Linked DNA regions of Mus musculus: region 1 is linked to region 2. A link is a contact called in public promoter capture Hi-C data. All regions are on one chromosome and are shown on one strand. The core of a region is the stretch at or near the end of the contact, and the rest is flanking DNA. Distances in the headings are between cores, read along the strand shown.

Region 1 (2,700 bases), core at 87-2,586, 100 kb before region 2:
TACACCACAAGGTAGCTGCTCAGAACATAAACAAGTCACATAATACAACTTCGCCCAATAGGGACAAACTTGCACAGTTTAAGAAGGTAACTAACTGTCTGATGGTTTAGTACCAGTCTTATTCAATCTTTTTTTTTTTTTTGACATGGGGTCTTAAATATTTAAATATATATGTTTCTCCACCTCCTGAATGACGCTAGGATTACAGGCCGTGCATCACCGTGCTCTGCCTAAGCGGCAGCTGGGGCTCAACCCCACTTTTATACATGCAAGACAAGTCCTCTACAAACTCGGCTAGACCCCAGCCCCGTTGTCTTAGGCTAAAAGGAACAGAGCATTATTTTCACAGCAGTCCAAAGTCATTCGCGATGTCCACTCATGAAACCTACAAAACACAAGAGAAGTGGAGATAGGGAGGCAATGAACTCATTTCATCTACCTGTTTGAAACGGGAAGGAAATTAAGCAGAAAAGGTGATTGAGTTTTCTCCCCTAAGACCCAAATGGCCCCGAGGCTTAGCTGGCCATGGGGAAGGGCTCCGGCTGGAAGCCGAAGAGCCTCTGCCCATAGGGCTCAGGGTCTACCTGGAGCCTAGCACCCGGGAAAGGGAGGTAGGGGTGATCGCGGCCCCGCTGCTCGCAGCGCAGCCCGACCCAGTCCCGCTCGGCTTCGGCTAGGATGCGGGTGAGCGCGATGATGTAGCTGAGCGCCATCTGCAGTGTCTCGTACTTGGACAGCTTCTTGTCCTGGCCCCACTGCGGCACCACCCTGCGCAGCCGGTCGAACGCCGTGTTCAGCCCCTGCATGCGGCGCCGCTCGCGCGCGTTGGCCGCCAGACGCCTGCGCGCCGCGCTCTCCAGCCGCCCGGGCCCCGCGCACGAGACCGCGCGCTCGGCTGCGCCCGCGCACGGGGGCGCGCCGCGAGCTCCCGCCGGAGGGCCGTGGGGTTTGCAGGCCGACTTCATCCACGCTGCCGCTCTGCAGGACTCCCAAGAGTGAATAAGACACAGACGGAGCGACTCACGTGCAGTCAGTCAGTGGCCAGAGGACACTGTGTGGGACCCTAGCTTGGGTCCTGCTGGGAAGTCCCTTCCCTTGCCCAGATGCAGTGGAAGTGATGCTCAGGAAAAAGTCATTCCTCCCCACTCCACCCCAAACACGTAAAGTTGAACGAGGAGGAAACTTTCTTGCAGTTTGCTGCGGATCGTTCTTGGGGGTCGGGGATAGAAAGCCTTTCCAGTTCTCTGGGAAAGCCTGAGACTGCTTTTCGGGGTGACGAAATCTTCCCAGAAGCTCTGCTAGGTCAGGAGCGTTTGGACAGCTTGCAGTAGATGTCGGACAGAGCGATGAGGGAGGAGAATTTATAGCCCAGGGCTCAAGGAGGGAACAGGTGGTGGCAGGTGGGCGGGCGTCCCTCCGCTCCCATCTCAGCACCTTCCTACCCTGGGAACGGCAGGGGGGAGGGGGCGACGCACAGCAAAATCCTGACATCATTGCCTTCGTCTGTTGAAGTGTCTCCAAAGCTATGTCCAACGCTAACTAACACACCATCTGGAGTGGCCTGGTCTGACTGTCCCCAATAGAATAAGAAGGTGGGGGTGAAGGGAGAGCCTGGTCCATCTTTTCCCAAACCAGCAGGAAGCTTACATATCAAAAAACAAAGGCCGGGTTTTTAAATGATTAAGTAGAAAAATCATTTTGCGGGAAGATGTTGCTTCTAACATTGCTAGGGCGTATCCGAAGGTTATCAAGATTTTGCTTTGTTAAGAAGCGGCGATAAAGTATTAACATTTTCATTTAATTTACTAAATAAATTCATACAAATTAGGAAATCCAAATACTGTTGCAGGCCTGGAATGTGACTCTGTGAATAATTTCTGTGAAACAACTTAAGATGAATCCAAAGATACAAATGTGTCAGTGTTCACCTCGATACTATGTTCTGTGGGTTCCAAGGCCTTGACAGGTTTATTCAGCAGCTCTATTTCATTTTCTTGTTCATTAATATTGAGCCACAAACTGAAATGATAACTAATCGCTTCATTGTTTACCATTTAAACTTAACAAGACATCTTCATGCACGTGTGTATGCAAAAACGGAAACATCTAAATAATTTGGGGAGTTTAAAAAAATCTTAATGCATTTTCTTTTTGCCTGTCTCTTATACCACTAAAAATATTTCATGCAATTCAGTGTTGTTCTATGTCCTCTGTCCTCAAGAACAGTAACAAAACATGATTTCCACCACTGATAATTATTAGATTTACACAGAGAAATCTTTAATTATCCCCTCTCGTCTCAGCTTGTTTCTTGTTTTTCAGGGGAGTGTAAAGGCAAAGAAACAGGCTCTAATATTTTCAGTTCTATATTTCAGGAAGGGCCAAGGAAGCTCTCTCTCCTTTCGAACCATGGATGTAACCTCAGATTTTTTTGTTTAGTTAAATCGTCTACATACAAATCAAGAGGCCTTTTAACTTGGACTTGTTTACCCCGCTGGTACCTCAGACTACAGCCCCAACACCACCACCCTGACTTCAAGCCCCGTCTTCCCATAAATAGTTTATTAGTCCCCAGCTAAAGCACTGACGGGGAAATGAAGTTGAATAACTTGAAGACAATGGGAAGCAATTGAACATTAATAATCTTCAGAGCGACAGATGTTGGACACAGACTTTTTGCACAGAGCCACTCAGCTCCAT
Region 2 (2,700 bases), core at 119-2,618:
GAGATCGTTCAGTGAGTAAAGGTGTTTGCCGCCAATCTGGAAAATCAAAGTTGGATCCTCAAGATCTATATGATGAAAGAAGACTGCCCACTCCACAAGTTATCCTCTGACTTCTCTGTGTGTGCGCTGTGGTACACACACATCAGAAAAATAAGTGTAATTCATTCCTAAGTGCCAGATGTGGAGCACAGGCCTCTATCCCAGCACTGCAGAGGCAAAACCAGGCAGATCACTTGGAGTTCAAGGCTAGCCTGGTCTAAGAAGTAAGTTCTAGGCTAGTAAGGCTACACAGTGAGAGGCTGGAGAGATGGCTCAGAGGGTTCCACACCCTCATTAGGCACAAGGCATATGTGTGGTGCATATTCATACAGTCTACATTTTTTTAAAAAGTGAAATTTATAAATTGAGAAGAGAGAGGAAGAAGGGAAAATAGATTTGGGACTGGCTGGGTGGGATGTCCCTAATCTGATGAGGCCTAGGGTTGGATCTTGGCACAAAAAAGGGGTGGGGAGTACTTTTTGTGAATTTGTAGCTGAAATGTACAAGTTAGTTATTGCCTGCAATAACAATTGCAAGTCAACTAAGTCTTGGGGGTAAAAATAGGCCAGCGAGATGGCTCAGGAGGTAAAGCACTTGCCAACATGCCTTCATTTCCAAAACCATGTGGTGGAAGGAAAGGGCTGACTCCCACAGAGCATCCTCTGACTGCCAGCCACACTTGCACCTTAGCAAGCCTTAGCAAGTGTGGCTTGCAGTCTCAGCGCTGAAAGAGTCAGATAGGCGGGCCACCCCGCCTGTACCCTATCGGGAGCAAGCAGCTTCAGGAGCTAGGGCTGCCAGCCACTCCCCCACTGCCTTCCCCGGCATGACTGACGGTGCATCAAACCGTGTAGTCTGCCCCAACACTGAGAAGGAGAATGTACCATCTCAAAGGAGAAAGGATCCAGGCGTGGTGGCACAAACTTAATTCCAACACTTAGGAGGCAGGGGCAGTTTAGGAGGCCAGCCTTGTCCACATAGTGAGCTCCAGGACAGCCAGGGCTATATAAAGAAACCCTGTCTCATGAAACAGAAATCAAGGTGGAGGGGGCTCAGTGAATGGTCAGTGTCCATCATGCACAAAGCCGTGAGTTTACTTCCTAGCAATACCAAGGGTCAAAGAACATTGAGTACCTGCAGCCTTTGATACATCTCAATGTTGATTGCTTTGACTTCTTCCAGCTGTTGCCGAAGGCCTATGAGAGTGTCTTGTTTCTCGTGAATGTCTTTCTCCAACAGCTTCATGGCCAGCTCCATCTCATGCTTCATGCCAACTTGTACTGATAGCTCATTCTCCACATCCTGCAATTTCACAGTGTCTTCAATTTCAGGTTATCAAAATCAGGTGGGTGCAACCGCAACCGTTAACAAGGCTGGGAGCACTGTTCCACTCCTCTGTTCTGTTTAAGTATATTATTCAACATCAGCCTGCCTGGTGTGGTGGTTCCCACATGTAGTCCCAGCACTGAAGAGAATGGGACAGGGGGACTGCTTTGAGTTCAAGGGCAGCCTGGGCTACACAGTGAGGTCTGTTTCAAAAACAAGGTCTGGGCCTACTGCTGTACACCTTCAGTCTAGCACTCCTCAGGAGGATCTCTGGGGCTGAAGCTAGCCTGGTCTACACAGAAGGCCCAGACCAGCCAGAGCTAGAGAGTGAGATCTCATCTGTCCTAGTTTGCATTCTATTGCTGTGACAAAACACTAAACAAAAGCAACTTCAGAGACAAGAGTTGATTTGGCTTACAGTTACAGTCAAAGGCAGGAACTTGGAGCAGAGCCTAGAGAGGAATGCTGGCTTGCTCCCCATGACCTGCACAGGCTGCCTTATTTCTAACATCCCCAGGACCACCTGTCTGGAATGCTACTACCCACACTGGGCTGGACTCTCACACTGATCATTAATTTGAGAAAAAGAAATGTCTCACAGACTTGTTTACAGACGAATCCAATGGGGGTATTTCCTCGGTGACTCCAGTTCCTGTCAAGTTAACAAAAACTAGCACACTGTCAAACCAACCAACCAGATGAAGATGTTTCCTAAGGCTAAAGACCGACAGGAGAAGCACACTGAAAGGCGTGCAGTAGCCTCCTCTCTGCCTAGGCAATAAGTATCTGCATTTTGCTTCATTAAACTGCATGTGTGCATTTTTGTGTGTGTCTCACAATCCGAAATCTGAAGTTTTAAGTGCGATGTTGCTAACATACATACTCCACTCTGTCCTCTTACGTATTGTTTTTGTGATGGTGGTCTGCAGTCACACTAACAACCACAGATGGTAACTCAGTTTTAAAAATACTGAGAGAGGTGGGTGTTTTGTTTTGATTTTCAAGACAGGGTTTCTCTGTGTGAGAGTCCTGGCTGTCCTAGAACTCGCTTTGTAGACTAGGCTGGCCTCAAACATACAGAAATCCCCCTGCCTCTACCTCCGGAGTGCTGGAGATTAGAGCTGTGTGTCACCAAGACCAGGTTTTTTTTTTTCCCCCAAACTTTTTGATTCATTGTTTCACATCATGTACACCAGTCTTTCTCTCTTCCCATCCCCTAGTATGTACCCTCTTCCCTTGCAACCTCCCCCATTTAAAAGAAAAAAAGGTAAAAACATCGAGATGTGTTTTTAGCCGGGCATGGTGGCGTGGTGGCCTTTAATCCCAGCACTCGGG

The links. Promoter capture Hi-C pulls out the DNA fragments that hold promoters and counts their contacts.
Region 1: a contact with region 2 is called in a promoter capture Hi-C map of liver. The contact joins the promoter of Atoh7 here to the enhancer-like site in region 2. A contact is called at or near these places in 7 of 39 promoter capture datasets (3T3-L1-derived adipocytes, embryonic stem cells, liver and 1 more), 1 of 115 datasets of contacts at active chromatin or transcription factors (large pre-B cells) and 2 of 9 other capture datasets (liver and pancreatic islet).

Annotation. Positions count from the first base shown.
Region 1 is chr10:63,098,421-63,101,120 of GRCm38.p6, reverse strand. It overlaps Atoh7 (atonal bHLH transcription factor 7), which reads right to left and starts at 1,336. Exons shown (of 2, transcript NM_001364648.2): 1 at 585-1,336; 2 at 1-385. The coding sequence starts at 965. The coding sequence ends at 377.
Region 2 is chr10:62,998,874-63,001,573 of GRCm38.p6, reverse strand. Rufy2 (RUN and FYVE domain-containing 2) reads right to left here. Exons shown (of 18, transcript NM_027425.4): 11 at 1,174-1,341. Among named protein-coding and RNA genes, the nearest start is that of Rufy2, 20 kb to the right of the region's middle. Within about 2 kb of position 1,368, at least 13 of the 459 cell types and tissues checked have an H3K27ac peak or open chromatin away from gene starts, as enhancers often do.